Regions from separate parts of the Mustela erminea genome. Here region 1 is linked to region 2. A link is a contact called in public Hi-C data. All regions are on one chromosome and are shown on one strand. Each heading gives the region's core, a stretch centred on a gene start, on an enhancer-like site or on the middle of the called end of the contact. The rest is flanking DNA. Distances are from core to core; before and after follow the strand shown.

What was found. A called contact is a pair of places that touch in the nucleus more often than the background predicts.
Region 1: a Hi-C map of fibroblasts shows a contact between it and region 2, with 7 times the contacts expected there. The contact joins the promoter of SSBP2 here to the enhancer-like site in region 2. A contact is called at or near these places in 3 of 3 Hi-C or Micro-C datasets (fibroblasts, skeletal muscle and spleen).

What each region holds. Positions count from the first base shown.
Region 1 is chr3:58,206,373-58,210,941 of mMusErm1.Pri, reverse strand. SSBP2 (single-stranded DNA-binding protein 2) reads right to left here and starts at 2,207. Exons shown (of 16, transcript XM_032334850.1): 1 at 1,876-2,207. The coding sequence starts at 1,937. LOC116585484 (a long non-coding RNA gene) reads left to right here and starts at 2,304. Exons shown (of 3, transcript XR_004283659.1): 1 at 2,304-2,838; 2 at 3,976-4,037.
Region 2 is chr3:58,114,038-58,118,959 of mMusErm1.Pri, reverse strand. No RefSeq gene overlaps it. Among named protein-coding and RNA genes, the nearest start is that of ATG10, 5.9 kb to the right of the region's middle. Within about 2 kb of position 2,464, the one cell type or tissue checked has open chromatin away from gene starts, as enhancers often do. A contact at or near this core is called in fibroblasts, where this site is marked.

The DNA.
Region 1 (4,569 bases), core at 958-3,457, 92 kb before region 2:
GGTATGTTATAACCAAACGATTAATGGGCATAAATTGGGCTGTTATTTCAAAACTTCAGTTCTAGTAACTTCTGTTTCTTAACCAGGCTGTATGACTGCTTTTTGTATATTTCACAGCACATCAACTGGTTCCTAAATGTAGCTCCTCGGAAAATACCTCTGGAAACAAAACCAAACCAAACAGCATCTCTCCTTTAAATTTTTTGTTTGTTTTGCTCCATCAAGGCCTGGCACCCCTAAATCTTAAGGGAATGGTGTGTTGCTGCCAACACGAAGATTAGGAAATGTTCCCATCCCTAGGGCACAAGAAACTTTCAGACTACTAACTGCCTAAAGGAGGGAAAGCCGGTCGTCTGAGTATTTGGGTTTTTATTTACACGCCGCTATTTCCAAGCACAAGGTCACCAAAGTAGCTCTTCAGAGATGCTCTCGGACTTTTTCCCCAGCGTGAACCCCCCTCGGAAAGGCAGAGCGCGTTCAGTGACAAGGATAAGCCTCCCCCTCAAAGTGGAGGTGGTTACTGGGAATCACCGATCTGCTGCACAGAAAAGAGGGGTTCTTCCTCAGTGGTCACAGTCACTATTCGCTCTCATTTTTAGTAACAACCAAATCACCGTTACAAGTACGTAAGAATAGCAGCAAACCACCCCGCTTCGCAGTGTGCCGTGACAGCAGCATCCCGGGCCGGGAGGGGCTCTCTTCTCGCCTGCCTCCTCCGGGCTCCCACCAGAGTTAACACCTGTATCTCCCCACCTCAACGTTTCTCGCCTTCCGGCAAATCCCTTTTCGGACCACTGCTCCCAGCGCACCCCAGACAACCTTCCACCCACCCCCACCCACCCCCGCCCGGCCGCGGCGGCTCACACAACTCCCAGCCCGCGCGCCTCGCGACCACCGCCCAGCGGGAGCCGCCCGGCCCGCCGCCCCGGCAGCCGCGGCCCCCCGACGTAGGGGAGGCGGTAAGTCTGCAAAAAAAAGTTCTCCAGCCGCCAGCGCGGAGTTGGGTCTGCCCGCGAGGCAGACACACCAGCCTGCTCCGGCAGATCCCGCTTCTCGCCAGCACACTCTTCCTCTCCGGGAACTCGGTCCTTCTTAGACTCCCAAACTTCAGCGGCGCCACTACGGGCGCCGACCACCCCTGATCTGCCAGGCGCTGGGCAGCACCGAAGCCGCGTCTCTTCACCGGCTGAAGAAAGCCCCGACGCCCACCCGGGCCCACGCCCGCACACGCCCTCCGCGCCCCGCGCGCGTCTCCGCGCCCCGCGGGGCCCCGCTCGGCCGCTCCGCGCCCGGCTTCCGCCCGCCGCGCGCCCGGCACTGCCGCCCTCACCTCGCCGGGCGATCCCGGCCCCAAGCCCCGGCGCCGGAGCCCCTGGCCGCGGCGCCCCTCTCCCTGCCTGCCCCCGACCCCAGCCCGCCCCTCCAAACACCCACAGTCTCACCGCGAGCCCTCCTCCACGCAGCTGCCCCCCTCCGCCCTCCCCGCGACCCTCGGCAGCGCTCCGGGTCCCCGCAGCCCCGGACCCCAGCTCTAAAGTTACTTTGTGAGGAGGTGAACCCGCGGGTTATTTCCCCCAATCACCCAAACAAGTTTCCATCCTCGGCACCAGCACCGCCACCGCCCCCCAGCACACCCGCTCCCTCCCGCAGGCAGCCCCCCAAAGGCCGCCCGCCCCGCGCGAGCACCTCCTGGGAAATAGCCGCTCCCCGCACCGCACGCCCCCACCTCGTGTACCCCTCCCCCTGCCAGCCCACCCCCGGCTCTCCCCAGGCGGAGAGTGTCTGGGTCTGTGTGTCTCCGAGAGAGTGTGCGAGTGCGTGCGTGTGTGTGCGCGCGTGTGAAGGCGGAGGTGGGTGAGAAGCGGAGACACTTACTTCTCCCGGGCCTGGCTGTCGGACGGGACGGCGCTGCTGTTACTCTTGCCTTTGCCGTACATGCTTGTGCCGAGAGCAGCTCCCACTGTCACGCACCTGTCAACCCATCACAGCCTCCCCGGGAACAGCCCCGTCCCCATGGCGACCCACGCAGCCACCCCCACTATTGGCCGCCCCACGCCAAAGCTCCACCCCCTTCGCCCAGGCAACGCGCGAGACTGACAGGCCTCCCCCTCCCTCCGGCCTTCCGAAGCGCGCGGTGGCTGCTACAGTCTAAGCGGCAGTCTCCTCCCTCCTTCCCTCCCTCCCGGGTTCCCTCCCTCCTTCCCTCTCCGTCCTCCTCCCTCCTCCCGCTCTCTTTCCCCCCTCCCCCCTCCGAACCCCGGCGCAAGGGGGGAATTAGAAACTGCTCTAGAAGGATTTTAAACAACTGGCTGTTCTCTCCGCCGCCGCCCCTCCCCCCGCGCCGCCCGCGCTCGGCTCCTCACTGGAGAGAAGGCGCCGGGAGGAGGGGAAAGTGCGGCCTGGAGTCGCTGGTAGGAGCCGGTGGAGCTGGAGCTGTGGCGGCCCCAGACTTCGGGGCGCCCGCCGAGTACACAGACAGACCTACGGCCCCAGCCTTCTCCGGAGCCCCCACCGGCCCCCTCTCCGGCTCCTCTCCTGTCTGTGACCCCGCGCCAGTACCCTGAATTGATCTCTGCCGCCTCAGCCCTACTCCCTGGGTGTCGCCCCCACCTCGACCCCCCCCCCCCGCCCTGCTCCCAGAGGGATGGCTGGCGAGGGACACACGCGCCGTTCCCTCGACCTTCTGTCTGAGCGACCCCGAGCGACTCGCCTTTCCTCCAGGGGAGGGACTGTGCCTCCGGCCCTCGGCGCCGCTGGAGTGGCGTCGCCTCGCCCCTAGGGCCGCGCCCTGCTTCCCTGGGGAACACCCTGCCTCAGACCTGCCTCCCCTCTTTAGAGGTGAGCCTCCTCCCAAAGATGGCCGGGGAATCCTGGGGCCTCACTGGCCCCCGTAAGCCTGGAGCCCCGTGGCACACCACGAAACAGCTCCCTCGCCTGAAATGCCGCAGAAAAGGGCTCCAGGCATCCCCACCTGGCCTGGTTTTCCAGCCTTGGTCGCTGATGTCTACTCTTCCTGACCTTTGAAGTGGAAAGGGCCACATAATGCCTTTAAAGACCTCCCTGCCCTTGTGCTCCAGAGTAGGCCCCAACCTTCCTCCAAGGTGTGCAAAGTTGTGCCAGAGCTGAAAGGCTGCCTAAGAATATCAAAACCCCTAATCCCATTTCAGTAAACGTGCAGAAAGTTTCTGAAACACAATCTGGCTCCCGATAGAACTCCATCCTTTATCTTGTGGAGATCCTTAGATGCAAAATCAGACAGAGTGCAAATGGGGTTAGGAAGAAGACATGGGCATCAAATTGGGAGTGACAGAGGAAGAGGGGTGCAGGTGGGGGTCAGACTGGGGGAAACATCAGGAAAGGATGAATAGACATGGAACAGCTATGGGAGGGGAGAGAAAATAAGATTTAAATTGGGAAAGCCACCTTTCTATTTTCACACAGAGCTTTAAGCTTTTAGTAGTAGGACCCTAAAAATGCAGATGGAGCTAAGAGATAAATGGAATGGAAAGAAATGGGTTTATATGCCCATTGACAGCAAATGACAGAAATGAAACATCAACAGAAGGTTAAGGAAGGGCAGTCAATAAGAAAGACTGAGAAAAGGGGTCGGCAGCCAAACAAAAATCAAAAACTGGGAAAAAATAAAGAAGGACCTGCTATTCTAATGTTAGAAAATATTTTTTTCATTGTAAATGGAAAGCGTAAAAAGAAAAGAATAAAAGAAATAGGATTAAGTGAAGAAAACAATATGAAAGCAAAAGAAGATGGCAAAAACAAGAGGACTGACATCATGATATAAAGATTTAAGAAAAATAAAAGTGCTTTTATTAAAAGGACAAAAATTCATCCCATAGAAGTGAGGATGAAGAAAATGGGGGGGGGGGAATCACATAGGCTTAAGCTGATTAGTTTCCAAGAGAAGTAATTTGCCATTTCTAATTCAAAATCCCTCTTTCTGTTTACAATGAACTGTAGGGATTTGGTGGTGGATACAAGGCATTCATGGACTCAGGAGAAGCAGGAGTGATGCTTAGCAAGTAAGTCTCTCTTTTGATGAACTTTTGCTCAAAATGCTCAGATAGGTATAAGGCTGCCACTCTTTACAGACTACCTTCAGAGTTAGCATATGTAATTTGTTGTTCAATTATCAACTTCCATTGGCTTTAACCCAGAAAATGATCAGCATCTCAAGGCTTCATGACCCATGGAAGACTCCCTATAAGTGACTGCTTAGACAATGCAGTCAAGGAGAGAGCTAGGCAGCTGCTAGTCCATGTTCCTGTCCACACTTGGACCAAAGTAAATTTTCATTGAAGACCTAGAATGGGCCTTGTACTGTTATCTAAAAACAAATTACTTATTATCCTTGCTCTGGTATTGGGATTCTCTATGGTTCTTAGTCATGGCACATTAGAATTACCCTAGGAGGATTTATTTTATGTTGACTTTTGTTTTAAATACAAGATCTGGACCCCACCTCAAATGAACTAACTCAGAAACTTTGTGGATGGACGCCGGGATTTGTATTTTTTGTAAGCTCCAAGTGGTTCTTTTATGGAACTAGGGCTG
Region 2 (4,922 bases), core at 1,215-3,714:
CCACCCCAGCAGGGGACATCCTGACCTGGAGAGTATGTAGGTGCTTCTGGAGTGATTGCTTTTAGACACCCGCCCCACGCCCTAAAGGAAAGACATCTCATTCCTCTGATTTCATGTAGAGTTCCCCTGAACAGGTACTACAGGTCTCCGTCTACAGTATTTCCAATGCCTCACCCCAACCCCCCAAACTTTAAAAAAAAAAAAAAAGTCCCCGCGAGGCTCTAGGTAGCTGTCTAGGAGAAATCCAGGCATTTTCCCAGCCCAGTGCTTCCCTGTGGCAGGAGAATGTGCCTTTCCCGGAGTGAGGCTGACTTTGCCCTCAGGTTACATTTCCACACAAAGAAGTCTTTAAGGGTGCTGTAGCAGGCCTCTACACTGGAGGTTTAGGTCTGTCAATCTCAGAAAAAAAGGAGGCCGTCATAAAACTGCAGGAGCCAGCAGTGGGGAATTACAACTTCAGGATCAGCGGAGGTCTGCCTCATAGCCCTGCTCTATGCTGAGAGTCGGCCTCTCTAAGGACAGAGAACAATAAAGCAGAAGGAATGTAAGTCAGTTGGCTGCTGGATTGCAGGAGCAGGAATCCAGGAAGGGGGCCCTTGTGGAGGGTGCTGCAGTGACTCTTGGCCACTGCCACTGTGTCAGCCCGGCTGGGCAACCCGAGTCTGAGAGAATGTGAAAAGTGGTCCCAAGGCCAACAAGCCAAGAGGCCTGCGGACAGCCAAGCCGGAGGCTGCGTGTGGAGCAGCCTGAGCAACTCCATGTGTAATTCAGTCGATTTGTAGTTAATAAGAACAAATACTAATTAAGATCTCAGTGAATGACCACAACAGGCAGAAAAACAGGAAATATATCAGAAGGTCACCTGAACACTTTGCCGAAAGCTATGAGGGAAAACAAAGGTGGTGGCCTCTGGGAGGGAGGCAAAGAGGGGGTGAGGAAGCTACCAAGTGGATCTGATTGGTTGGGAGGATGGGGGTGGGGGTAAGTGGGTAATGAGCTGAGAATAGAGACGGCATCACTACCACCTGTCCGGTAGCTCCACAGCCCTGATTTTGGCAGGGTGGCCCTGATGCCTGCGCAAAAGGCTGGTTGGACTTAGCTCGAGAGCTTCCTAAAATATCCATGGGCCTGATGCAATATCACTTTGTGATAGCACTGCATTGCGATGTGGTGACAGGATAACCTGGTGCTGAGGAAGGAGGGCCTTTTATGTCTTCATGATTGTGTCTGAGAGAGGCCAAGTGATGGGAGCATTCCCAAAGGAGAATGGGTCAGCTGGAAGAGTGCTTAAGCTTTCTGATGTGGAAGGAACAGAGTTCCCACCCACCCACTCCCACTGCAGAGGCTGGACACCTGGGGAGGGCTCAGTTAGGGGATTGAGACTTAGGAGGACAACCCCTAGGGGCCCCTCAGCAGTCCACAGGGCATTCTAAAAAGCAGAGCAAGTGGGGGGAAGGAGCTGTGCTAACCAGTCTTCACAGAAAAAGCAGCAGAAAGAAGAGGGTAGCTTCCTTCTAAGTATGTCCTCTGAGCAAAGGCAGAGGAGTAGGTTTGGGGAAGGGGAGAGGAGACAGACCTAATTTGGAGAAAGCCACCAAGCACCACCAAGAGCTGGTAGCACTGGCCAGGTTTGGTCTAGGCCTCCAAATAAAAACAATTTGCCTAGCTCCAGGCAAGCCCTTGTTCTGCATAATGACTTGAATTCTGAAATGTAAATTAAACCTTGCAAAGGAATGCAACTCTTTCTCCCTTCCCCAGGCCATTCTACCATTCTTAAGGGGTAAGAGGTGGTTTTAGAGGAAGATTTAAAATTTTTGCCCCTTTACCAAAGGGTGGAAAGCGGCAACCACATCTCCCGCCATCCCTACCCCCACTGTTCAAAGTGTTCAAAACTAAAAGCTGCAACATCTTTTCAGCAAGTAATCAGCACAAGTTGAAAGGCACATGCTGTCGCATTTCTGATCAGATTGTATGTTAAGCAGGAAAATATACCCCCTCTACACCCCCCCCCCCTTTTTTTTTTTTGGCTAAATGCATGTCTGTTTAAAGAGCCACCAGGCAGTGCCTCTCACTTTGTCTTGGCAGGGCACAACCATCAGACGAAGTGGGAGGAAGAAACATTAACTTCAACAGCTGTTTCTTGACCCCGGCTGTCAGTCTTCCCAAGAATAAATTTTGGAGAGTCCTATTTGAAACAAAGAGGGAGTTTTTGAGGAGAGAAAAGTTGGTTGGTTCCAGGGAGGCCGCCCAAAGAAGCAGGGAACAAGATGTTTGCAGTTACCACGCAGCCTGCAAGCCTCTGCCGGGTGCAGGGATGGAGCAAAGTAACTTGAAAGCTCCCCTCTCGGCGCCCTGTGCCTACAGCTTCCCCCCCTAACGTGCGCCCAGATCCAGCGCCGGTGGTAAGAGCCGTAGCTCGACTACAGTAATTCCCCAGCTCGGGCGGCTTGAAACTGCTCGGGCTGAATAGCATTTGCTGTTCCGTCCTGCGGCCGCCTCCCGCCGCCGCTGCCGCGCTCCCTGCAAAGCAGCTCTCATTATCCCGGAAGTTGTGCTGACACAGTCTCGCTGCCACCAGAAGTTTGTCAACATCAAACTTCTCCTGTGTGGGGTACGTTCACCTTCCACGAGTATTTAATCGAGCCAACAAGCAAACAAACAAACCCAAATAAACCTGCCCGTGATGTCATGGTCTTTTTTTTTTTTTTTTTTTTCCTTTTCCCTTCCTGGAAGGCTGGGGCCGTTAGAAATTTGGTGGTGGGCGTTTAGAGCGCCAGTGTGTTTTGCGGGGGGGGAGATCGGGGGCAGCCCCCGGGGTGGGGAGTGGGGAAGGGGCTGCGGAGGGGGCGTGCGGGCGTTGGAGCTGGGCGCAGGATAGGTGGTTAGGGGAGTGGTGCTGGCGAGTTGGTCCTGCAGCCTCTAGCCTTCCGAGGGTTTGGATACTGCACCGTCAGGGGCCAAGATTGTCGCTTGGCGTCCCCCAACCACGCAACAAAGGTTACCTGGGAGCGCTGGCCAAGTAAAGACGCCGGGGGAGGGGAGCTTTCCACACTCTCACTGCTCTTTTTGCACTCCTGCAGGACATTTCTGTAGACACCTCTTGAGATCTTTCGCAATAAAGGGCATTAGGGTCATAAAATGTATTTTGGGGCTTCAACTGCAACATAAAAGAAATCCTTGCGATTTAAGGGCAGGGATGTGCTACCTTTTCTGTCTTTAATAGGTCTGTTCTGATACCTTGATTAAACCATTCTGTCTAAACTTAACTGACTCCTTTCTCTAAGCCAGGTCTCCGGTTTAGTTCAAGTTGCTGCTACCCAGTTTGGGTGTTTGTGGTTTCCAGTTGCTCCCCCGCCGAGACGCTCCCGGCGCGGCAACTCCCACTCCCCGACTCCTTAACACCCCCCCCCCCCCCCGGGCGCCCAGCTTTGGGGAGGAGGGGGAGAGGAGGATGCTGATTAACCCTTTCCATTCCGTACTTTTATCCGGACGTGATCAATCCTGCTCGGACTGTTGGAGAAGACAAGGCCTGACTTGCGTGGTTTTGACGCTAGGCATTCATGAAGCGGTGCCATTTGGGGGCCACAGGTTTTCCTGGAGGAGCTGGAAGCTCAGACACTGATATTAACTTTGTGTCTAGTTTGAAAGGCCCTATAATAGCATTCAGACCCTGGAGATCAGAAAGGGATGGCTGCTGTCCCCCACCTAATGTTTAAAGTCAGGTGTGGGTTGCTGAGAGTGTTGGATATACCTAAAGTAGGCAACCCAAGGTTTGCTGCCTTGAACTGGAAATCTATCCACTTTTGGGGGGCAGGAAAATTCTTTTCTACTCTTCAAAAATAAGTAAAAGTGCATAATGTCTCCAAAGACAATATTACCTGTTATCCCATTAGGATATTGTGGTGAGTGGAGAGGAGGTTTAATCCATTTAGGAAGCCAGGTACTTCCTTTACTCATCTGGTTTGTTGGCTGTTATTAACCATGTTTTTAGAAAAAAAAATCATGTATACAGTACTGTGTCTCTGATAACAAGAAGGAAGACACTTTTTCCTATTTTTCAAAATGTCCTTAACAGGAAAAATTGTACTAATCCCAAAGGGGTCAGCTTACCTTAAACACAAAACAAAAAGCCAAAAGCAAAATCTAAAGAAAATGCAATTCAGGTGTTTCTCAGGGACTAGAAGATACTTTTGAGAAACACAAATCAAACTGATACAAATACAGTTATGGAGAAGGGAGTTCTTTAAAATATACACACACAACAGCAACAAAAAACAACACAAATGTGTTTTCTTGAAAGTTTAGCTATTCACTACAGTGAATTTTCCAGTTGGCCATGCCTCAAAAATTTCCCTGCATTATTTAGAGTTCTTTGGGTGGCATTTTAATTTTTATTTATTTATTTTCTTCTAATCTACAAAGTACTACTCAACATGGTTGTACCTTTGTGTGAACAGGAGTCCACAAGGACATGTGGAGGATTCCATTTCCAACACCACATGCATGAATTACTTGCCCTGGTTGTTAATCTGTCATAGCGTTAAAAACCTGATTTATAAAAGGCTAAAGGACTTTTGCAGAACAAGGTAGTATATAGTTTCCATGGTTGGGCTTATTTACAAATAAAACTATTTTCCATTTCTGTCCACAATTTCCTGGTTGCACAAAGATAATTTTCAGAGTTTTCAGTTTCTAGTTCCCCAATGGGAGCCGTAAGCATGAGGAAACAATTTCTTTTTTACAGTGATGTGAGCGCTATGCTCATCTGGATTTAGTTACTTCATAAGGTAAATATCACTAAATGTGTGCTGGGATCTTTAGGGATCTAAGGTGCTGGACGGGTGAAAATAGTCTACTGTGAAATGCTAAAGAATGTCAAACAACTGAATTTGAATTGGTTTGCAGAGCTAATTGGGTCAACT